Linked DNA regions of Mus musculus: all the other regions are linked to region 4. Evidence: chromatin contacts called from public Hi-C, HiCAR-type, HiChIP or PLAC-seq and promoter capture Hi-C data. All regions are on one chromosome and are shown on one strand. Each heading gives the region's core, a stretch centred on a gene start, on an enhancer-like site or on the middle of the called end of the contact. The rest is flanking DNA. Distances are from core to core; before and after follow the strand shown.

The links. Promoter capture Hi-C pulls out the DNA fragments that hold promoters and counts their contacts. Hi-C and Micro-C count contacts between places; a contact is called where the count stands out from the background. HiCAR-type assays count read pairs that join an accessible place to other places. HiChIP or PLAC-seq counts read pairs in DNA pulled down with a chosen protein or histone mark.
Region 1: a HiCAR-type map of astrocytes shows a contact between it and region 4, with 4 times the contacts expected there. The contact joins the promoter of Cnpy1 here to the promoter of Rnf32 in region 4. A contact is called at or near these places in 4 of 39 promoter capture datasets (the C10 cell line, cranial neural crest, embryonic stem cells and 1 more), 6 of 115 datasets of contacts at active chromatin or transcription factors (astrocytes, embryonic stem cells, forebrain and 1 more) and 1 of 9 other capture datasets (liver).
Region 2: a contact with region 4 is called in an H3K27ac HiChIP or PLAC-seq map of oligodendrocyte precursor cells, with 28 times the contacts expected there. The contact joins the enhancer-like site here to the promoter of Rnf32 in region 4. A contact is called at or near these places in 2 of 39 promoter capture datasets (hippocampal neurons and liver), 7 of 115 datasets of contacts at active chromatin or transcription factors (astrocytes, embryonic hindbrain, embryonic midbrain and 4 more) and 1 of 9 other capture datasets (adipose tissue).
Region 3: a contact with region 4 is called in a promoter capture Hi-C map of hippocampal neurons, with 6 times the contacts expected there. The contact joins the promoter of Rbm33 here to the promoter of Rnf32 in region 4. A contact is called at or near these places in 9 of 39 promoter capture datasets (the 3T3-L1 cell line, cranial neural crest, embryonic stem cells and 6 more), 2 of 484 Hi-C or Micro-C datasets (CD4 T cells and embryonic stem cells), 6 of 115 datasets of contacts at active chromatin or transcription factors (astrocytes, embryonic stem cells, extraembryonic endoderm stem cells and 1 more) and 2 of 9 other capture datasets (adipose tissue and pancreatic islet).
Region 5: a contact with region 4 is called in a Hi-C map of CD8 T cells, with 3 times the contacts expected there. The contact joins the enhancer-like site here to the promoter of Rnf32 in region 4. A contact is called at or near these places in 4 of 39 promoter capture datasets (the 3T3-L1 cell line, cranial neural crest, hippocampal neurons and 1 more), 2 of 484 Hi-C or Micro-C datasets (CD4 T cells and CD8 T cells), 2 of 115 datasets of contacts at active chromatin or transcription factors (embryonic forebrain and stem cell-derived neural progenitor cells) and 3 of 9 other capture datasets (adipose tissue, liver and pancreatic islet).
Region 6: a FOXA1 HiChIP or PLAC-seq map of pancreatic cancer cells shows a contact between it and region 4. The contact joins the enhancer-like site here to the promoter of Rnf32 in region 4. A contact is called at or near these places in 8 of 39 promoter capture datasets (the 3T3-L1 cell line, the C10 cell line, hippocampal neurons and 3 more), 3 of 115 datasets of contacts at active chromatin or transcription factors (embryonic midbrain, embryonic stem cells and pancreatic cancer cells) and 3 of 9 other capture datasets (adipose tissue, embryonic stem cells and liver).
Region 7: a contact with region 4 is called in a promoter capture Hi-C map of hippocampal neurons, with 5 times the contacts expected there. The contact joins the promoter of Dnajb6 here to the promoter of Rnf32 in region 4. A contact is called at or near these places in 2 of 39 promoter capture datasets (hippocampal neurons and liver).

Annotation. Positions count from the first base shown.
Region 1 is chr5:28,208,595-28,211,989 of GRCm38.p6, forward strand. It overlaps Cnpy1 (canopy FGF signaling regulator 1), which reads right to left and starts at 1,574. Exons shown (of 3, transcript NM_001310511.1): 1 at 530-1,574. The coding sequence starts at 679.
Region 2 is chr5:28,519,902-28,522,920 of GRCm38.p6, forward strand. All of the region lies in intron 1 of 9530036O11Rik (RIKEN cDNA 9530036O11Rik), which reads left to right. Among named protein-coding and RNA genes, the nearest start is that of Shh, 54 kb to the left of the region's middle. Within about 2 kb of position 1,305, at least 57 of the 459 cell types and tissues checked have an H3K27ac peak or open chromatin away from gene starts, as enhancers often do. A contact at or near this core is called in oligodendrocyte precursor cells, where this site is marked.
Region 3 is chr5:28,315,795-28,319,126 of GRCm38.p6, forward strand. Rbm33 (RNA binding motif protein 33) reads left to right here and starts at 1,395. Exons shown (of 19, transcript NM_028234.1): 1 at 1,395-1,616. The coding sequence starts at 1,574. It overlaps Gm35602 (a long non-coding RNA gene), which reads right to left and starts at 1,293. Exons shown (of 5, transcript XR_003955879.1): 1 at 700-1,293.
Region 4 is chr5:29,194,740-29,197,985 of GRCm38.p6, forward strand. It overlaps Rnf32 (ring finger protein 32), which reads left to right and starts at 1,254. Exons shown (of 10, transcript NM_001289757.1): 1 at 1,254-1,373; 2 at 1,841-1,906; 3 at 3,187-3,246.
Region 5 is chr5:28,268,169-28,271,423 of GRCm38.p6, forward strand. No RefSeq gene overlaps it. Among named protein-coding and RNA genes, the nearest start is that of Gm35524, 23 kb to the right of the region's middle. Within about 2 kb of position 1,658, at least 98 of the 459 cell types and tissues checked have an H3K27ac peak or open chromatin away from gene starts, as enhancers often do. A contact at or near this core is called in CD8 T cells and adipose tissue, where this site is marked.
Region 6 is chr5:28,564,973-28,568,206 of GRCm38.p6, forward strand. The region is part of intron 2 of 9530036O11Rik (RIKEN cDNA 9530036O11Rik); the gene reads left to right. Among named protein-coding and RNA genes, the nearest start is that of Shh, 99 kb to the left of the region's middle. Within about 2 kb of position 1,354, at least 11 of the 459 cell types and tissues checked have an H3K27ac peak or open chromatin away from gene starts, as enhancers often do. A contact at or near this core is called in pancreatic cancer cells, where this site is marked.
Region 7 is chr5:29,734,314-29,737,224 of GRCm38.p6, forward strand. It overlaps Dnajb6 (DnaJ heat shock protein family (Hsp40) member B6), which reads left to right and starts at 1,585. Exons shown (of 8, transcript NM_011847.4): 1 at 1,585-1,803. Gm5129 (predicted gene 5129) reads right to left here and starts at 1,623. Exons shown (of 1, transcript NR_028426.1): 1 at 1,021-1,623.

The sequences.
Region 1 (3,395 bases), core at 324-2,823, 990 kb before region 4:
TCTTGACCCACTTGGTGTAGCCTAGCCTGAGATACAAAACTTGAATTAACCCTAGGAAAACACTCTTCCCGAGAAGCCTGTGGGGGTGGGAGAAAGGATTTTGGGGCCACAGCTCCAACATTTATCTCTCTCTATATATATATTTGTTAACGACTCTTGGCCTCCATTCGGATTTCAGCTGAGAAACCACAACCCCTGCTTCCTTAGGCAACAAGAAAGGCTCTCCATACCAGCAGAATACCCAGACAAGCAATGTGCAAATGGTGTCCATGTCCCCAGGACAGGGGACACAAGGCACCTTGCTTTTATAAAACTCCCTTCACCTTCCCCACAGATCACCGAAGCATGCCACCACCCCTGAGATGTCTCACAAGCCAAAGCACCAAGTGTTCAATGAAGACTTAAGCTGAGGGGCAGCACAGGACAGCAGGGCTGTGAGTGTACCTGACTGTGCACTGTTCATCAACCACTCAAGAGTAGCTCCAGGAAGGCAAGGGGAACCCCAACAGGCTCTTAGAAGGGGGCTTACCGCGAATTTCAAAGGTCTGAAGGCATCAGAATAAAAGAAGAACTTTTTATATTCTTTGTATATTTTGTCTCCCTTCCTCGGAGCATATCTCCTGAAATACTTCTGCTTGGTCACTGGGTCGTCCTCCAGCTGGTAATCGTTCATTCGCATACACACTTTATCCAAAAGGTCGATGAGGAACGCCTCGGACTGGGCCAGGGGAACCTACAAGAAGAACAGAACCAGCCAGGACACTTGCCCATGCCCACGCCCACGCCCACGCGGGTCCAGTGAACAAGTGAAGGGACGGCTTCCCGCAGCCGCATCATTCTTTATGCAGCTTAAAGCAGGCTTAAATTCTAGTGAGAAAATAACGTGCTTGACAGTGGACAGTAAGAGACAGAGAAATCTAGAAGCTGTACTTAAAGATAATTTTTAAAAGTTGTTGAGTAGAGGCTGAAGCACAGAAAATGGGAGGAGAGGGGGGCGTCGAGAGCGCATCAGTTCTGTGGGGAAGCCACACTTCTGCCCATCCCGCGTCGCGCTGCCCCCCTCGCCTTCCGGACTTCCCGAGGAGGCTATGCGGGGTCCACACCGAGGTTGTCAGGGGCAGCAGGGCCCGGTTGCCCCTCATCGGCCTCGGCTTGCTCTGGGAACAGCTGGCGCGCGTCCCGGGAGCCCCTCTCCCTCCAGGACCTGCCGGGGCGCGCTGGGATCCGTGCCACCACCTCCGCCCCGGGCGCGGGTCAAAGAGCACCCCGCGCCCTTGGAAACCGAGACAAAACCTTGTGCGGCGTCTAGACGGGTCAAGGTGCAGGAGGCCGGGTCCCTGCGGCTCCTTCCGGAAGGGGCGTGGAGCCGCCAAGGGCGTTCGTCCGGGCCCGCGGCTTTGCGGGCTTTCTCTCTCTCCACCCTCTGCTGATCAAAGAAGGAAGTTTGCATGACAACTGCGCTGAAAGGGGCTGCATGACAAATGAACTCGGTTTCTGCAGTGTTGATATATCCAGCTCCCTTTGTCCCCTTTCACACGCAGTGTGAACCCTTCCGGTGCCAACGACTGCGCGACATTCACTGGCGCGCTCGGGGCGCACAAAGGGTCCCGACGTTTCCCCGCCATCTGGCCGCAAAGCCGATCCGCAATTAATTTGAAAGCGCGGATGGCGGAGCCCGAGAGGAACACTCCCTGATCGCCGCCGCCCCCAGCGTCCACCAGGAACCGACCCCAGGCACGCACTTTACCCGGAGCGCAGGGACGGAGCACGAGGATCGCGCCGCACCTGCTGCGGCCCAGGTGAACCTCAGGCCACCGGGAACTCTCAAGGCTCTTGCTTCGCAAGAGCAATTAATTAAATGCGTCTGCGAACTAAAATGAGAACACTTCACAGCAGGTGTCAAGTTTTTTTTTTTTCAAATTCAGTAAACTAAAAATAAATAAATGTCTACAGTGAAAAACCTAGATTCTACAATGGCACTTTCAAATACAAATGGCATTTTTATCTGTGCTTTTCAAGCTTTATAAGTTGCAAAGAAGAAATTCACAGGTTTACTGGCACAACTGAAAATCGGATGACTCTCCGGTAAACTCGGAGAGTTTACTGGGAAAGGCGCGAGATCGCAAAGGTGAATTCTCACACGAAAGACTCAAAGCAGGTCTTTAACACAACGAGGGCTCGGATTTTCCGGGATGCCCGACTGTTGAGCATCTTTCCTTAACTGTTAACGTAAAAGTGTCAGTTTATAGTTGTCCACAAAGCAGGATTTTAAGTCACAGCGAAAGAGGGTCATTCATTTAAAAAAACCTAACAGCAACTAGGAATTTCATTCTCTCCTTCCCTCTCCCATGAAAAAAAGCAAGCAGGCTCTGTGTAGGAGTGGGGAAGGGTCTTGGGTGGGACGTCTCAGGCATAGGGAAAGGGCCCTGGGAAGACCAGTCCGGTTACCAGGTCGGAAGGTCCTCACATACTAAGCGTGTCTTCGCCTCCTTAGAAACTGTTCTGTTTTAGTTCCCTTTTCAAGTTGACCTAATACCTAGAGCTGTGTACAGAAGAATGCTGAGTCTTAGAAGTTTGTTTTAAAGTATAACCTTACACCTTTGGATAAGGAGGCAGTGTGCCCTCCTTTAGCACAAATAGTGTGTGTGTGTGTGTGTGTGTGTGTGTGTGTGTGTGTGTGTGTGTTCGCGCGCGCGCGTGAATTTCTACAGGTTTTGTTTTGCCCTTTTTTTTTTTTAAGTCTGAAGATTGACAGCTTTTGAATGGCGTTAGCTAGCTAGCCTTTTGCAGTAGTCTTTAAAATCAGGCGCAGTTGCTGCTGAGGGCTTACAGGATGCTAGATAAGCATCTCCAGAAAGGGAAAGGGCCCTCCCAACGTGATAGTGCTGAGGTCATTTTACCGAAGAATCTCCAAATTTTGATCTTAAAATCCCCAAGCACCGTGTATTGGGAAAACATTTTAAAAAGATGTTTCTCATCACAGCTCTTCATACATGTATTAACATTACATTAATATGACTGTACTCAGCTGACCCACCTTTGGTATATTTAAAGACTGTTCATAGAATAATTGACCCCCACCCCCTACCCCCGATTGTTCGGATTCTAAGAGTGCAGTACGTAGTGAGACAAGTGGAATAAGAACCAAGTCTTTCTTTGTACACAGTGAAGGTTTTGAATGGGACTTGTCAATAAAGCGACTCCCTTTGTGATCTTCCAGGAACCTCGCCTCTGCAGGCAAGGACTGTCTCAGAGATACTGGCCTCATTAAAATATGAATGGAACAGGCCGCCATCACCACTGCTGTGTCGGTAGAAAACCCGTTCATGCTCTGGAACAGTTTTCTTCCTGTTTTATGGGGACTTTTATAGCATGTTAGAAATGTAAAAGTGATC
Region 2 (3,019 bases), core at 55-2,554, 670 kb before region 4:
AATCAAACCCACAAATCTCCTGGAACTTGCTCCTTACAGTGCCACTCGAAGTCTGACAATACTCTTGGGAACTTGTTTGAATTGTTGACTCTTGACACCTCCTGGTCTGGTTGCCTTAGCACATGCACTGTACATCATGAGATGGGAATTAACAGCACATAGGAGGGCACAGGGGAGGGCTTTCTGTCATTGATTTGGCTTTCATTTTGGCTGGTCCTGTTTCTGAGGTCATGTGGGTTGAAGGGCAGCCTACAGGAGAAGAGGCATTCCCTCCATTGCTGTGTGATCAGTACATGAGAATATGGAGGGCAGACTGGAGCAAAAGATGGAGAGCAAGCTGCCTCCCAAATGCTCTGTGACTTCTGGCATTTGTGAGTTTGGATCTGTGTTGGTGTGTTCACATGTGAACATACATGCATGAGTGTGTCCATGGATATACATTCATGTAAGTGTGCACAGGTGGGTCTAGGCATGTGTGAGTATACACATAACTGAACATGTTCGTGTGCATGTTTGAGTATATACACATATGTGCATGCATGTATGACTAACAACATATATGAGTGTAGGCTGTGAGTGTGCACTAACATGTCTACAACACATATGTCACCATAGTAGTCTGTCTGTTATCTGTTTATTGTCTATCTTGTATCTATCTATCTATCTATCCATCATCTATCTATCTATCTATCTATCTATCTATCTATCTATCTATCTAGTGTTTATTATCTACTTACCTACCTACCGATCTCATCTGTCTGTCACCTATCAGTCATCCCTGTGTCTACCTTGGCCCACCTCTGTCTGCATTCTGGCTTCCTTCTACTACAAGCAGCAGGATCTCTGCCCTCTTGTCATCACTGCCTGAAGGTTCGACCTCACTGGATGCTTCCTGGGATGGCATCTTTGCTGTTGACTCTGTGTAGGTCCCTTCTTCTATCCTTGCCTATGCTTTCTCGGGGGTAATCTGGGGCTGCTAACAGGGTCTAGTCCCTTGGTTATCAATGGCTCTGATGAGTACCCCATAAATCACTGTCAGATGAACAACATGGGTTGAGGCCTGCTCAAGACAGTAGCAGGGCTGCAGGTGGCTCCTGGCAGCCTCTGTGTATCAGGAAAACGTCTGGCTCTAGGACAGACACTTCAAAGCACTGCAGCTTTGAAGCTTCTATTTTTAGACATCCCACTGCAGGGAGGTCTCAAATGGCTAGCTCTTCAGAGGGCAGCAGAGGGTCCCAGATACTGAGATCCCAAGCACCCTGGGCACTGCTTTGTGTATGGAGATGGCACACCGTGGATTCAGGACTGCCCACTCCAGATGAATGAAAAGAATCCAGGAAGAGAAGAGCACGCTTGGAATGACCTCATCCTGCTGTGGGGAGAAAGCTGACGTCTGCTTTTATTTGCAGTCATTTTTCCTTTTTCCTGCAGAACAACCCCTGCTGCTGGGAGAACACTTGGCAGGCCGCCCCACCTTGGGCTTGCCAAAGCAGTGTTCCATCGCTGAGCGTTGCTCAGAACCCACTGAGGGACAGCTGGGGAGAGGTCTCCCAACGGTGAGTCTAGTGGGCACCAGGCACCTCTTGAAGTGCCTGGCCCAGCTGGTGATTCTGAATAAGGAGGCAGTGTCAGGTCAGGGCAGCAGAGGCTGCTTCCCAAGTTCCTTGTAGCAGCATCAGTGAGTGTCTTGTCTATTGAGTCTCAGCACAGAACTCAGGTGTAGGTGGAGCAGAGATGGGAGGAGAGGCCTGAGGCCAGCCCAGGTGCAGCATGTCAGAGCTTCATGTGCAAGACAGAGGACTGGCTCTTCTGACTAGAGGGGGGAGGGGCAGACAGGAGTCGCTGTAAGTGGGGACCTTGCCCAGAATCCCAGAAGCCTTTTGAGGTCACAGGGTGAATTGTAAGTGGCATTTCTCTGGGGGAATCACTTCAGGCTCCCCTACTGGTCAGCCTCCTACCCTGACCCTCTTCATACTGTTGTAGTTCCTGAGCCATGAATTTGGCCGCACTGTGTGACTTTAGCCCAAGGCATGAGTGAAAGAGGCAGCAGCGACCTGCCTTCCTAGACTTACCCATCACCATCAGCTTTCTCCCAGGTACTTAGGCTGCTGTTTTTCTCAGTCCAGGGGAAAGGTGTTCCCCTTGCTCACCTCCCTGCTTCTCTCCAAAACAGGTGTGCATGGGGCCATTGCATTTTAATTTACCACCTTCAGTTTGTGGGTTTTTAAGGAAAGCCTATTATCAGTTATCCATTTGACTGTTAGACCTGGATATAGTTAAGATGCGGGGCTATGGCAAATACAGAAGTGGATGCTCACAGTCATCTATTGGATGGAACACAGGGTTCTCAATGGAGAAGCTAGAGAAAGCACCCAAGGAGCTGAAGCGATCTGCAACCCTATAGGAGGAACAACAATATGAACTAACCAGTACCCCCAGAGCTCCTGTCTTTAGCTGCATATGTAGCAGAGGATGACCCAGTCAGCCATCATGGGGAGGAGAGGCCTTTGGTCTTACAAAGATTATATGCCCCAGTACAGGGGAATGCCTGGGCCAGGAAGCAGGAGTGGGTGGGTTAGGGAACAGGGCAGGGGGAATGTATAGGGGACTTCCAGGATAGCATTTGAAATGTAAATGAAGAAAATATCTAATAAAAATTGTTTAAAAAAAAAGATGTGGGGCTAATCAGTAAAGGACATTTTCCCCACATGCTTGCAACTGTATGTTTCATCTTCATCCACAATCTCTTTAAACACAAAAAAACAAAAACAAGCAAACAAAACCCTGATCCTGTAAAAGTAAGAAAGCGTACAGAACATTCTAATGTGGCACCTGCCTCAGGGCTGGGAGAGCACTCTGCCCTGCTGCTGCTGCTCAGTTGCAGCAGTATTGATTTTATTACTCATACTTTATAAATGAGATGCTATTCTTAAAGACTGCATACACTCACTTTGTTGTGCTGTCGTCTCGGCCCAGCACAAGCCTTGCCTTGATCCATGCCCATTGATTATCAGGCCTG
Region 3 (3,332 bases), core at 145-2,644, 880 kb before region 4:
AGTGGTATGTAGTGATAAGGAAAAGGGGGTGATTAAATCTGTACTCACAGCAAGTGATCACATCTCTAAATACTAGGTGTTCCTACATACAGGTTAAATGTTTTTCTAGTGAATGTTTCAGTACAGAATGTTTAGAGTTTCCTGTCCTGGAGAATTTCAGTTTTAGGTGAAATTAAGAAAACTACTTTCTTAAGGTCATAGCTATGTTAGAACATGAGATTTGAGTCAAGGCAGACATAGAGTTGAAATCCTGACTCATTCGAAGTGGATATTCAGTGGCCTTTGAGCAATTTAATCTTCATTTGCTATAATTGAGATGCACGTCTTTTTTCATGTGTAATACGTTATAAAGTATTATGAAGTAATTTTATCATTGTACCTATTTTTGAGAGGTCTTTCTCAAGACCAGCACTGATATTATCTTGAAAATATTCTCAGTTGGGTAGTCCATCCTGAACAGTGTAAAAATTAGGAAAAGGTGACAAGGGGTTCAAGCAGTTTAGATATGAATTAATGTGCTTTCTGACAGAAATCTAGTTAGTCAGTGAGGCTCCATGCCAGGCTTACTTTTATTGGGCAATGACTTCATGACGATTTTTTAAAAAAGGAATTTTTTTTCCTTCTGTTTCTTAAATGAACATTATAAAGCAGGGATTTTAGGGATTTTTTTTTTTTTTTATGAGGAAAAATTTCAATCACCTAAAAGTTGAATTTCACAGCAGACATTCTTTTAGCTCCCTAAGACTTTCCGGGAATGTGGATGCCCGCGTCTGGAATTCTCACTGAGCGGCGACCAGCCTCCATGCCGGGCCTCTCCAAGGGCCCACCTGCGGGGCTCCTCCGCCTTCCCAGCTCGCTTTTGCCCGAAACCTCGTCCTCAAAGCCGCAGGCTTGGGGACTTGCTTTAGGATGCTCTGGAGTCCGTCTTTGAGGTCGTGGTACCTAGTGCCACCGCCACACACCTCCTCTCCTTTCCTAAGACCCTACGCGCGAGGCTTTCCGCCAGCTCGCGCGAACGCGAGTGCGCGTGCGTCGATGTAGCGTTCGCGCGCCTCAAGCTTGGGGGCGCGGTAGCCAGACTCGGCCGTTAGCGTCTCCGGCCGCGCTTCGGCTCCACTTGCCACGGCGGCTCAGCCGTCGTAAAGCGCAGCCGCGCCTACTGCTGCAAGGCGATTTATGTCGACTTTACGGCGTGTGGCCGTCCACACTCCTCCCGCCTGAAGCCTCGGCCTTCCAGCCCGGCCGAAACTGTGTCTGTGCGCTGCTCTTTCTAGCGCGCGCCGCCGGGCACTCGCTGGCGTTCAGGCACCCGGGACCTTAGGCGTCCGCCCGCCGCCGCCTGGCTCTTCCGCCCGCCTTGCTCCCGGCGTGCACCGCGGCGCGGCCATGTTGCCGTAGTGTTGTTTTCTTCCTGCGGAGGCGAGGGTCCGCTGCGGACCGCGACGCGCGGGCCTCGCCTCTGCTCGCTCGCGGGCGCCGGCCCTCGCCGCTCCCCCGCCTCCCCGGCCCGCACCAGAGCCGTCGGCCTGCCAGGAGCTCGGGGGACGGCTGAAGGCCGGGCCCGGGGACCACCATGGCGGCCGCCCTGGGCGCAGGCGGAGGAGCAGGCGCTGGAGGTACGTGGGCCGCGGCGGGGGCCGTAGACCGGGCACCCTTTATGTAGGGCCTTCGTGCTGCCCCGCCACAGACGGAGCCGCCCCGGGCTTGCCGCCGCCGTTCAGGCCGGGAGCGCGGAGCGTTAGGCCCGAGGCGGCGACGCGAGGTCGGCGGCGGCCCCGCGACGGGGTCGGGGGGCCCTGGCGACTTCCAGTCTTCTTGGAAGATGCGCCCTGGGCAGCGGCAAGCAGCCTACTCAGTGTAAAAAGAATTTTGCGGTTTATTAGGGTGCTTTAAATAAACCTATTATCATCTAAGGAAAACTTGTGTTTGGCAGTATGCTTGAAAGGGATGAAGACCGTGTACAAAGGGTTGGTTACTGAACCAGTTGTTTGAGTATTTTCATTTCGCAATCGTAAACGATATGGAAAGACTAGCCAGTTATAAGTAAAACCACGTTTTGTTGAACGAGGGTTTTTTTTTTTTTTTTTTTTTTTAAAGATGTGGAACAATAAAAAAAATGACGTTTCAGGACTTGGATAAAAGACCCTCACGGTAAAATGTGGACAACAAAAGCATTTGCCAGCTAGTTCTGGCTATAGACACTTGAACTATTCTACATATTCCAGAGGTGTTAGTGATGCTTACTTACAGATTGGGGGTTGGGGTGGGCATGTTAAACAACCCTGCTTAGGAGTTCTGACCTCAAAACAAAAAACCCAAACGGCAGAGACTACATCCAGAATGCCATTTCTGGCAGGATGTGGTATGGTATATGTCACTGCCAGCTTACATAGATGATTTTTTTTTTTTTAACATGCAGATTCGAGGCTTTCTAGTTAAATGCTTAAAATACATTTTGTCTACTCTACCTGATTAGAGAAGGTAAAAACTTAAGGTTTTATATGTGAGTCTCAGTGTTATGGGAGCCCTTGGGTCAAAGCTGTTTTTAAAAGATGAAGATGATATTTTCATTTTCCATTTTTTCTCACTAGTGTGGTTTGGTTTTCCAGAGGCTGTGTGGCATGTGAAGACTTGACATGGATGGCTTGGGGACTATGCGCTTTTATGATCTTTTAAGTTTCTCATTTAAAACTTTAATAGTAAAAACTGATAAATATCCACACAAATAAAACTTGAGGGCTGTATATTAGTTTTTAGCCAGAAAGTTTGAGGGTTGTAATTTTAGAAGGCTAGATTGCCTTTTTGGAAGTTTGGAATTTTTCTTCCATCTTAATATCTTGTCAGCATTTCCATTGCTTAGACTTAATCCAAACTCCTTGGGAAAGTAGGCAAGTTCTTTTGAATATTCACCTTGGTGCTCAGCAGCTCTGCAGTCCTGGAACTGCTGGACCTCTTCAGCCCATGTGCAGTACACTGTTCCTGCCTTGAAGGGGTTACACTCCTATTGGTAGTTGGTCATCTCTGAGGCTTACTGTTGGGTAAGTTCACCCTTTCTAGTTCTTTCTGAACCCTGGCTGGTTCAACTTAGCTGTTTTGGCTCAAGCTCTTCTCAAGCTGATCGATCTGGCTTCTCTGGGATGGCTTCTCCTGGATTGCTCTGTTTGGCCTCACACCAACTCTAGCAACCTTTTCTAATCTTCTGGCTTCTTCTCATTTTCTGGCTTGTTCTCTCCTTCAACCTGTCTTTGTAAAACTCGCCAGTAAAACTGCCCCCTTCCTCCTTTTCTTTTTCCTTCTTTCCCTTTCCCTCCCTCCCTCCCTCCCTCCCTCCA
Region 4 (3,246 bases), core at 4-2,503:
TTAAATGTAGGTTTAAACTCAGGTCTAGCTAATGGCATCCAAAAGCTTTACCCTCTTAGGCTTCAATAAAAACCAGTCTTAGGAGAGCACAAAGGTGGGCCTACTGCTCTCCTAAAAGCATCACTCACTGAAACAAAAGCTAAGATTATACTACTTCTTGAAAGCACCTGAACTAGCATGTGAAAATTCATAACTAACTCATTGTGAATTTGACTTTTAAAACAGTTGGCCTGCTATTAATCTGCTTCTACAAGCTTCAAGTAGTAAGAGCCAATCCAGAAAGTTCATTGCCAAGAAAAAAATCTGTAACTTTTAAGTGGAGTTTAAAATTATATTGTTCCAGAGACTTATCATGTGTACCAGATTTATAATGACTTTTGGGACTTCTTAGTGACAGAATACCAATCTTCCAGCTCGGTAACTTCTGTAGACTTTACTTTATGGAGGATCTCGCCTTCTTGTGTTTTCTTTGCACTTCCAGGTGAATTATGTACAATTAAAGTACAAAAAGGCATTCCAGGCAGGAGAAAAATCAATACAATATTTCTGCTTGGCACCAAGAAGTGAAAGACTTTTAAAGGACCCCAGGGAATCAAGCCTGGTTCAAAGGACAGCGCGGGGATGCAGACTTAAGAGGGGTAGGAGGCAATGTCTCAGAGTGCAGAAGGCCAGGAGCCGCAAGGACACCTCTCTCCACCCTCACCTTCAGAGAAGCCTTGAGACCCTAGATCTTGGAAGGAGCCACTAGAAGGGGCGAACGTGAAAAGGCCTGCATCCCGCAACACACAACAGGCCACACGATACCGGGAGCCAAGACACAATCGTGACAACAGTAGGAGGGCGGATGGCGACGCCACACAGCTCGCAAAACAGTCGAGGGGCCGTTATCAAGTCTTTCGACTGAGGGGACAGCAGAAAGCGCACTCCAAAGAGCCGCACGGGTCAGCGCATCCTCGGGACGCATCACGCAGCCTGGCTGGAGGGCAGCGGAAAGGACGCCATTCAAAAACCACACGTCCGAGGAAGAGACGGGAGAGCCCGTGCACGCCACTCCACGCGCCTAGGACGCGCGCCTCACGACGACGTAACCGCACCAGCGCCGGACGCTGACGATACGCGAGGGGCGGAGCCATGATGTAAGCGCGGGCGGAGCCAGCCGCTCGCAGCAGGTGAGATGAAGGGGGTTGGGGGATGTCTGGCCAGACTGCGGGGGGGGGGGGGGGGGGAGGAGGGGGGACCTGCGAGCATGCGCACTGAGAGCCAGGCGGAGCCGGCCGGCGGGCGTGCGCACCTAGAAGCGCAGAGGCCGCTGGTTGCCGTGGCAACGAGGAGCCGTTCAGAAAAGGTGCAGCTGAGGGACAGGAAAGGCCGTTGTGAGTTTGTCCCGCAGCGCTGTCTGAAGTATAAAGCTCTGGTGCAGAGAAGGGAGCGAGAGCCGAACGCGGGGTAGTGTTGGGGCGGGAGGTCCGGGTCGCTGTGGTCGGTCCGCGGATCCTGCCTGCGCTGCACAAGGCTGTGATATAACGAGGGACCTCACGGACCAGATTTCCAACGACTTCTCTTGTCTCTGGGGGCGTATTTTAAATTTATATGCCATCTCTCCAGTGCATTTCTATTGACGCGTTTATTAATTGCCTTCTGATCACTGAAAACAATTGGTGATTAAATGTCTTGTCGCCTAGTCCTGTGTTTTCCTACCTAGCACAGCCTCCTAACCGTGCGCAAGCTAATTACAAACAGGCAGTTTGCTGTTGTGGCTGTCAGTGCCAGGCAGAGGTTGTGTATTTCTCACCTGTTGCTAAACTAACGGGTCACCTCTTCTCTATGTTTTCTCATACAGTTGGACTACATCTGACACGTTTCGTTATCCTTTCAATTGTCAGTTTGCTAATACTATGGGACTATGGTAAGGCAATTTTTAACGCTCTTACCTTGATGTTAGTTACAACGGTACAATAAAAACCTGGTGAAATTGTAGACTAAGTAGCTACCTATGGTTACTGATGGTATGAATCTTGTTGAAAAAGTGAACTTTTTTATGATGCATATTTGGCGTTGCCAAATTACAGGCATTTTGAATTTGGAAAATAATAACAGTGACCCTTTAGTATTTTACATGCCTTCCTCCAGCCAAGGCCACGGTAAGGAATACTGCATACAAACTTCTCTCATAGATCTCCATGCCAGCACTGAGAAGTAAGGGGAACGTGAGCACATTGAAAACTGCCCTAGGCTTCTGAAGGGTCTGAACAGCTGCTGGTTCTTTGTCTTAAATCAGGTGTCTCACACATTAGTTCCTATGGGACTTACTTTCCTGTAATCTTTTCAAGTGTGTGTTGCAGTGCTGGGGTTAGAACCCAGGGCCCCATGTATGCATGAATGCCTAAGCTGCTCTGTGAGCACCTTTCTGAAAGTTAGCTCCTTGATACTATTCCCTTAGGTTGCTTTTTAAAAGGTGCTTTTTCTCTCCACTGTAGAATATTATGGACAGCCTGGTCCCAAAACTAGAAGGGTTAATACCCAGTCTGTCCCCTCATTTTTAAGGGAATTGGAGCAACAGTCACCATTTATGAGTATCTTATGCAGAACAGTCCCTTGGAAGCCCTTAAGGAGGTTTTCTCTTAATATAATAATCCTGCAATGTCAGCATTTTTGTGGTTTTTTTTTTTTTATAAATGCAAAACTAAGCCAGAGATGCTTAAGTCGCTTGCCCAAAAAAAGTAGAAAGCAGATTGGGACTCGGTATCTGTCCCCCATATTCTGTCCGCCTGTGTGTTGGCCAGGTTGAAGGCAGTCGGCATGTGCCATACACCCATCTTCTTCATTGTTTCCCTTCTTGCCAAAACACAAACAGCATGCTGCTTTCCTGGGCATCTCTGCTCTTGCTCCTGCCATCTAGCACACACATTTCTCTCTTTAAGACTTGGGCTAAATGTTGTCTTCAAGGGTTGTTTATTTACTTAGTGTCTCACTTTGGTCTAAGACTTTGCTCTAAGACTCTGGTTTTGCTTCTAGATTGTTCTTTCTAGTACCATGGTAAGCTCTTTGAGGACAGGGCTGGATTGGGTTAGGACTATGTAAATTAGACAGGGCAGCTCACGCTGCTCTGTGGCTGGCATTCCTTTTACCATCCCCAGAGCCCTCGTAGACTTGGATGTTTACATGCACTCTTACTTTCTGTTACAGCAGAAGAATGGAAGTTATCGTAACGTGATGTTAGAGATCGTTAAAGCCACACCACAGTGT
Region 5 (3,255 bases), core at 408-2,907, 930 kb before region 4:
TTTTTTGTTTTTTGTTTTTTGGTTTTTGGTTTTTGGTTTTTGGTTTTTCGAGACAGGGTTTCTCTGTATAGCTCTGACTGTCCTTGTCCTGGAACTCACTTTGTAGACCAGGCTGGCCTCGAACTCAGAAATACGCCTGCCTATGCCTCCCGAGTGCTGGGATTAAAGGCAGGCGCCACCACGCCCGGCATTCTGTATTTTTTCTTTTTAATAATTTATTTATTTATTCGCTTTACATCCCCATTGCAACCCCCCCTCCTCCTGGTCTTCACCACACAGCCCTTCCCCCAACCCCATCCCTGGGTATCAGCCCACCCTGGCACTAGGAGTAGGTGATCCTCGCTCACTGGTTTTGTTTGTTTGTTTGTTTTGTTTTTGTTTTTGTTTTATAATTTTACTGTCGAATCTTAAGTCCGAAGACCTCTGATCTTGAAGGCAGGTCTACCCCACAGTATCTCTGGGCAGTGCGGGCCTTCTGCTCTGGTGGTGAAAGTTCTTTCTTTCGCTTTCAGAGGCACGGAGGACTCAGCACTGGGCATTTTGACTTAGGAGGCAGGAGCTGGGAAGTCTGTATTTGGCCCTGCTGCCAACATTCTTATTATCCTTCCAGCTTACTGAGGGCTTTTTTTCTTCTCCTGCATCCTCATCTCTCCCCTGGGCTTTTCTGCTGCACAAAACAGGAAAAAGGCAGAAAAAGCCCCCCTTCAGGTTGACCATCCAGTGGGCATAGGAAGTCAGACATTTTAAAGCCAGCAAAGGCTCAAGAGTCCCCTGTGCAAATATGCAGGATAAAGGGGTTCAGGGCAACTTGTAGTTCTCCAGCAGGTCTCAGTTGCATTTCAAGATCACGTCTCCTCTGTAGCTGAACACAGGGAGTCCTGAGACTGTCACCCACTACAATGGGGATTACAGTTGTCTTTTCCTATGTAGGGAACGTGACTTTGCAACCATGAACTCTCACTTATCTGATGTGAGCCTTCAGTTTGGGAGCTGACCCCTGAATACCTGTTGTTCTGCCTCTCTGTCCCACCCAACACCGTGTTAAGTTATTCCTGGTGCCATTCCTTGTCCAGCACCCATCAAGGGCAGATATGTCCAGTCTTTGGGGCTTTGGCTATAAAAGGACTGCTGCCATGTTTATGCAGCTTGGACAGTATGATGCAATGTTATGGGGATAAGGAAGGTCCTTCCGATGTTGGAAAGGTACTCTGGGGTGCATCACAAAGCTTTCCTCTCCCCTGTGTAACCCCAGGCCTTCCTTGGGCATCTGGATGTATCACTCAGACCAGGGACACCTTGGGATTTAAACAGCACTATCCCTTGCATATAAGCCAATAGTGACTGAACATCCACACTTCGGGGCAGGCAGTGCCCTGAGCTCTGAGATAAGCACTGGCCTATATGTCTATCATTCTTATCATCAAGTCCAGGCAAGTAAGTTGGAGCTGGTCTCAGATTCCTCCTTTATGCAGTGCCTTCCAAGGCTGCAGTGAGTGTGAGGTTGTAACGGGCAAGTGGCTCCAGGGTGAGTGCTCTGCTCCTCAGGCAGCTGCCTCCCCAGGCATGGGTGTTGCCTACTGGGCACATTAGGGTTTGAATGTAAACTGTCTCCCACAGGCTCGTGTGTTTGAAGTGGTTTCTGACGCTGTTTGCACAGCCTGTGTAGGTTTTAGAAAGTGAAGTGATCACTTTAGAAAGTGATCCTGGAGGAAGTGGCTCAATGAGGGCGTGCCTTGAGGCTTTTTGGCTTCGCCCTACTTCCTGTTTGCTCTTTCCTGGAGTGTAGATGTAATGTGGCCAGCCTCCTGCTCTTGCCACACTTTCCCTAATATGACATTCTCTAACCCTCTGGAACTGCGAGCCAAAATGAATCTCTTCTCCTCGGAGTTGCTTTTGTTAGGTTTGTTTATTGTGGTACGTAACTAAGACAGGAAGCTGGGGAATGCTTGCCATCTAGACTCAGGTCCCCAACTTGTAAAGTAGATTGTGGTGGTGAAGTGTCAACATATCAACGACTGGTGAACCATTCTTTTTTGTTTCTAGAAAACACCAGCCGCCTAACTTCTGACTGAAGAATAGCCTGACGTTGCCAATGCTGCAGGTGCCATTCTGTCACCTAGGCCAGATGTGGCAGCATGACACAGGAGAGTTCACTTCCACCCTAGGTATCCAGCTGAGTCAGACGTCTGAACTTTAGATGCCAGCCCTTGGGCCAGTGCAGGTCCTTGGTTTTCAGCCTCTGACTGAGAGTCACACTCTTGGACTCCCTGGATCTCCAACCCACACAGAGAGGCTGTGGGCTTTAGCTGTCGGTCACAGAGCAAATTCATTCTCTCTCTCTCTCTCTCTCTCTCTCTCTCTCATCTATCTCCCTCTCTCATCTATCTGTCTCTTTCTCTGTTTCTCTCTGTAAGACTCTCTCCTTTCTTTCTTCTTTAAAAAAAGTATTGCTCTCATATATTACAACCCAACTGCAGTTACCCAGCCCTCCCTTCCCCTGGTCTCTCTCTCCCACCTCTACTGATCCTCATGTCTACCCTCCCTCTGCTTCCCCTCAGAAAGGAGCAGGCCTCCCAGGGACATCAACCAAACTCAGCACGACACAGTATCAGTGGAGACCATAAGACCCAGCACATAGCATCACATCAAGACTGGACAAGGCAACCCGGTGGGAGGAAAGGGATCCCACAAGCAGGCAAAAGCATCAGAGACAGCCCCAACTCCCACTGTTGGGAGTCCCACAAGAAGACCAAGCCTCTCAGCCATAACACATATGCAGAGGGCTTAGGTAAGATCCATATACACCCCCTAATATCTGTGACCCCCACGAGTCCTGGGCAGTTGATTCTGTGAACCATGTTCTTATGGTATCCTCAACCCTTCTGCAGAGCTAGCTCTCTCAACAGCCCCCAGTATTTGCCTGTATCTTTACCTACACTTATATCCAAATCAAAGTTTATAAGCAAATCTACATTATGTGTCCATCTGTATCAGCATCTGTTTCTATTTCCGCATTACATTCATAGTCATATCTACCTCTATCATAGCCATGTTCATATCTATCTACATCACATCTGTCTTGGTCACTGTTCTATTGCTGTGAAGAGAAACCATGACCAAGGCAGCTGTTATAAAGAAAGCATTTACTTGAGGCTGTCTTACAGTTTCTGAGGTTTAGTTCATCATCTTCACAACAGGGAGCATGGCAATATGCAGGCAGGCACTGGTGCAGTTGCTGACAGCTACAACATGATC
Region 6 (3,234 bases), core at 104-2,603, 630 kb before region 4:
TTGCTGTAACCTCTGCTTCATGGCCAGATTGTTTCTAAAGAGTTCAAAGGGACTGTCCCTGATAAGTAACAATAAAACACAGACCCTCTGCTCTCCTTGACAGCATTTTCTGGTGTGTTACCCTAGACACAAGACTAGAAGAGGCAAAGAAGTTTTCCTAGTCTGGCTTCCCTTGACCTGTGCAATCTAGAGATGGACCGGTCTAGTCTCTCTGAGTCTAGGGGTCCAGGAAACTACATAGGAGCTTGTTTCTGACTGGGGTTCCCAACCTCTCACCACCTTTGTCATCTGTGCCTAGCTAGCCCCATCCTGCACTTGGCCATGCAGTCTCACTGGCTCAAAAATGCCTGGTGTGTTATTTCATAGGAAATTGACAAGTGTAGTTTGAAAGGGAGAGCCCAGTCTTGTGTGGTGCAGAACATACTGCTGTTTACCAAGTGTGGAAACCCCAAGGTGGCACAGCTTGACTTTTGTGATGGTGGCTAGGGCTCTGGGTACCAGCAGTCATTCCACCATCCCTGTCATCTGCCGTGTACATGTTCACTTGGCAGTGAGAAAACTTATGCTTAGGAGGTTGTCTCTGCTTACATGGGAGCTGAGTACTGTGTTCTCCCTAGAAAGGCCACCTCTTTTCATGATGTGGTTTGGATATGGTAGGTTTCTGTTACAATGTTAGGTTTCCCGATGGGTGCGGCCTTAATATGGGACCTAGCTAGAGGACCTGAGCCACTGAGGTTGGGCATCTTCCTTGTCTCACTTCCTGTTTCACTATGTTCCCGACTGGATTCATTGTGACTGGGTGCCTCATGCTCTCGCCTTTGTACCTTTCCAGCCATGATGGTATAGATACCAGATGCCTCTATTGCTTTTAACTGTGAGCCCAAATCAACCCTTTGTCTCCTGAATTCTTTCTGTCAGGTATTTGGTCACAGCAATGTAGCCAAACCACAGAGTGTCCAGAAGATGAGTCAGTTGGAAGACTTTCCTTGAAGAGTTGCTTGTTTCTCACACATGACTGTTAGCATCTGAGAGTTAGCAGCGGACATCTTCTTGTGAGGTGTGTGAAATAGAGATTCAGAACCTTTCCCAGAACTAAATGTCACAGTAACAGAGACATCACCCACATGCTGCTCCAGTCTAGACTTTTCTCCCTAGGACTTGGCTGACTTACCTACAGGTTTCATAGTACTGGGAGCCTATAGTGTCTGAATTCCAGGTTGTCTGGGCTTTGGGAGCAGATGTTTGCCAACCAGTCCATAGGGAGGGGCCATGCCACCTCAGCCTGCCAGGCAGACCCAGAACACCAAAATATGATTGCCCTGTTATCAGGGTTTACCGAACACCCACTCAGCCTGTTCAAACATCTGACCATATTGGTGAGTAAGGCTCCTTGCTAAACAAAGAGAGGGCCTTTGCCAGACCAGTGACACAAAGACCAGCAGAAGTCTTGGTTCTAGGTGATAGGTTTGAACAGTTGGCTTAGGCAACTGTAGCTTCTCTGTACTGGGTAAGATGTTGCCTGTTTCCTTGTGCAAGACACTTGTGTCCTGCTATGGCTATGCATCCTGACCTGACAGCTTCGTTTTCAACATTGCTCATCCAGGCTTGCAAACAAAGACTTTGCCCTCTCCTAACTTCTCCCAAACATCTGGTCAGGCCCATATCCGCTGCTTTTGTGTTGCTATAACCCTTGACTTCAGAGGGGCAGAAGGAATCTTTCTCTATACTTGGAATATCATGAAGGGCTCAGATGCCCTGATAGACTTACATTATACTTTCAACTCAAAGCCAGAGAAACAAGGGCCTCAGTGAACGCACCTACCTCTCCAAATATTTCCTCAATCTATAAGCCAGTACCTTTGAGGAGATTTTCAGATACAAAGTGCTGGAAAATTCCAGTGACAGACACATGTGATCCTAGCTGTGGTGGGACAAAGTTTCAGAAGCCCTGACTGCTTGCCTTTGCTTACACTGAAGATAAGCATACTTGTCCAGGTCTGTGTGGTGTCATTATTTATGCATTTTTTCCTTTCCTTGGTGATTTTGCTGTCAATGGCCCTGGCACAAGTTCAAGTTCCACCCAGTGTCTCTAAGCATAAGGCTGCCTCCATGAAGTCCAATGGACAACACAGATCCATGAGATCTGCCTCATTCAGACTTGTGACTGAGTTGCAACAACATGCATCCAGTAAGGTCTCTACAAACAGATGTCTGTGTCTCTTTGTCTCTCTATGGCCCCTGTCCCTGAAATGAACAAGGCCGTGTGGTGATTGACTGAGGGACATACAGTGACCAGTCTTCTGGAACCTGGCTGCTTGTCTGTCAAGTCAGTATGCTAAGCCACAGTAGAACACAAGTGTCTTGCACAAGGAAATGATCTGTACCTTACTCACTATGGAGAAGCTGAGGGTCAGCAGCTCTGTGAAGTCAAGGGCCTGGTACTTTGCTGGGGCCACTTGTCCTTCTCGGCCAGCTTGGTCTGTGGCCTTTCAAACAAGCACCTCTTTATTGTAGGCCATTGTGATCACAATGGCATTTGTGTGTGATCGAATGCTGTGCCTTTGCTCAATGCTGCATTCTTAGCCGATGGCAGCAATGCTGACTTAGGTCCCCAGTGCTGTCACCTTTGTAGGGGTGGATACTCTGCTTGTCTAGGCAATCTCAAATGGCAGCATGTGACCTTCCAGGCTGGACAACAAAGGGATCTTCATTTCCCGGAGACTTATAGCTCACCCATACTTGCCTTGGCTTAGTCACACTGCTGGGTGACCTTCTGGCCGAGGACTGCTTGGAAGGTCTGAGCATGGAAGCCTACTTTCTCCCAGCATAATATGAGTCCCATGTGCCAGCTTTTTTCAATGCTCAGCTTTGCTATCTGTCCCATTCAAAGCCTGTAGGAGTCTAAATCACAATGCATGGCAGGCAAACCCCTAAGCTGCTGTTGGGAATGTGTGCCTGAGGAGCCAGCACATAGCACATAGCACATAGCACATAGCACATAGCACATAGCACATAGCACATAGCACATAGCACATAGCACATAGCACATAGCACATAGCACAGTGGATGGCATCTGTCCATAGGCAGATCCCAGACTGTGTTAGCTGGCTGGCTCCCACCCTGTTGACCCTGTAAGGCTACCACCTGCTTCCTTGTCTGATGCACTGGGAGTAGAGAGGGTCAGGGTATGCGGATTGGGTGAGGTAGTAGCTGTTCACCCCACTCTTTTGTCTA
Region 7 (2,911 bases), core at 335-2,834, 540 kb after region 4:
GCAAACATGCACATGTCTGGAGTGAATCACATCCCCTGGAGCTGGAGTACTAGGCAGTTGTGGATCACCTGATATGGGTGTTGGGAATTGAACTCAGATCCTCTAGAAAGAGCAACTAATGTTTTTTACTGAGTCATCTCCTCAGACCCTGTGTTAGAATTCTTTTTTTTTTTTTTTTTTTTTTTTCTGAGACAGGGTTTCTCTGTGCAGCCCTGGCTGTCCTGGAACTCACTCTGTAGACCAGGCTGGCCTGGAACTCAGAAATCTGCCTGTCTCTGCCTCCCAAGTGCTGGGATTAAAGGCATTTGCCACCACTGCCCTGCGTGTTAGAATTCTTAAATGTCATGTGGCAAGAGGCTTCAGCCAGACTCTGAGGCGAGGGGACTCCTTTCCCTATTCTCTACCTTATAACTGGCTTTGTCTTTCGGCGCTGCTTCAATAGAAAGCTTGGGTTGCTGGGCTGTCAGCCCTGGAGTATGCAAGCACACACACCTTCCACTCGTCACTAGGCCAGACTCCTTGATTCCTGCCATTGAGGGTGGTAGTGGGTAAGATTGAGAGCAGAAAGGTGGAAGGAGAGGTGGAGGAAGGTAAAGGAAAGGGCGGGAACTTTTGTGCTTAGTTTTCATTTCAGTCTTGGACAGCCATCTTGTAGGGCTGAAAGTCAATTAGAAAAGAGATCTGGCCAAATTCTATGTTTCACAAAAGGGGAAGTGTAGTGTTTGGGAACCTTGGGGGCAGAACAGAAGCAAGGAGACAAGGAGCCATTCTGGAGGGTTCTATCTGGAGTTGAGTATATCCTACATGTGAGGGAGCATCCAAGGATCTGTGACTTCAGATCATGGGTCTCCACATCTTCTGTGCTTGTCCTTCTCAGGCGTTGAGAAGGTGGGCGTCCAACCATAACATTCTGAGATCAATATGTTCTCTTTCATTCTTACTTTCCAGTGCAGTGTTAGCTAACCTTTTGAAACTTACTGGGCAAGATGAAAAACTACTCATCCTATGGGTGTAAGTGGGGGTGGGGTGAGGATTTAAATGTCTATTTATTTATACAGGAGCTTATTGATTTATTGAGACAGGAGCTTATTGTGGGATCTGATGTCCTTCTCGGGTGTGTCCGAAGACAGTACATTCACATACAAAAAGTAAATACATCTTTAAAATAACCGTGTTTGAAATCTAGACCCTGGATTCAGCACTGCGAGTTGGTAATGATGAGGCCTCTCACGGTTCACTCTAAGTCGGGCCTGCTTGTTGGGTCGGCCGAACCTCGGGACCACAATTCTCCAAGTCCATAGGAGTGTGAGTCATACTACGCTATCAGGTCCTTATCTCCGAATCCACTGTGTCAGAGGCTGTGAGCGTCCTTCCTCCCAGCCTGCTTCCGGGCAAACGCAGGCTCCTTGGTTCGGCTACAGTCGCCTCAGGCTTTAGAGCCCTCCAGGCACAGAGCTTGCGCAAGGGGACGCTTCCCGCCCTATTCAGCCACCTTCGCCTATGTAAACCCTCCAGAATCCCACCGTCCTCAGCTCCGAGAATCTTCCGGAACGCTAGACCAGCGCTATCAAGTCCGACGCGCACGGAGGCTGCTGCGCACGTTAGCTTCAGGGCCGGGCGGAAGTCGACGTCGCCGGGCCGCGCCGCCACCGCGTGACGCACTTCCTGTTTGTTGTTGGAGAAAAGAAGAGAAAGGAAAGCGCGAGGAGACGCCGCCGCCGCCACCGCCACCAGCGCAGCTGTGCCACAGCCGCGAGGAGACCGGCCGCCTGACTTCCCTCCTCGCTGGCCGCCGTGTCCTCGGTGAGGGTCCGCGAGCCGCGGCGAAAAGCAGGGTTGACTACGGCGGGAGGGGAAGGCCTGCGAATGGGCTAACCCGCTTGGCTCCCGGAATACGGGTGCAGGAACCGGGTCGACAGTGGGGCCGGTACTGCTCACAAGGCCGAACGGGTTCCAGTCTAGGCTGTAGTCTTGTGTCTAGGTCTGGGGCTTAAGGTGTTCCTGGTCTGGGCCGGTTGTAGATTGGGTCTGTGGAGAGCGTTTGCCGTTCTTGGTCAGGCCTAGCTCGGGGCTTAGCTGCGGTCCGCTTCCCTAGTTCTCTGGTCGAAGGTGGCGGTTGGGTCCGGCACGCGCTAGGTCGGCCGCAGAGCTCCAGGAGTAGGCAAGGCTGGTGTCACCCAGTCCTGGCGTCCTCACTGCATTCTGCAAGCAAGGGGTCAGGTGGCCTGCGAAGAGCAGGACTCCCATGGAAGGCGCAATCACCGGCCCAGGCCTCCAGGCAGCGAAGGGGGCCGGGTGGGAAGGCCAAGGCGGTTTCCAGGGACTGTTGGGAAGTTTGCTAGGCGACCCGCCTGGCTCAGCTTACTTTTAAAACTAGTTTGATGTTGGCCTCGAAGGTTGCTTTGCTGTGGTTTACGTAACAAAGTTTATGTAACTGGAGTTTACACTAAGTCTTAATTTACTTCGGTTGTGTTGACAAGGAACTCTGCACTGCAAACTAAAAGGTCTTAAAAACTTTGGAGATGGAGTTTTTTTTTTTTTTTTTAAACAGGAGGGGTTTGTCAAGTTTTAAAAGCTTTGTTACCGAAGAAGTTGTATGTGAACCGTTGAAAGGGAATGGTGGGGATGGTCCCACCTTCTAAGGTGGGGAGTGCCTGCCCAGTGCAGCCACTTTGGTTTTTTTGTAACGTCTTTATTTGAACCTTAGATTTGTGGTTAGGGTTTACGCATTCTAGGCCGTAGAATCTCAGGACGCTCAGCTTGCTAGGGAAGTGATACCAACTTTAAGGCAACTGTTTTAGTAGAAATATTGGACATAAAAGCCAGAGGAGGGAACAACCTAAAGAACAAGCGCCCTGATATTTGAACTTAGTCTGTTCTTGTTTGTAAAGTAAACCCCACAGTAGACTTA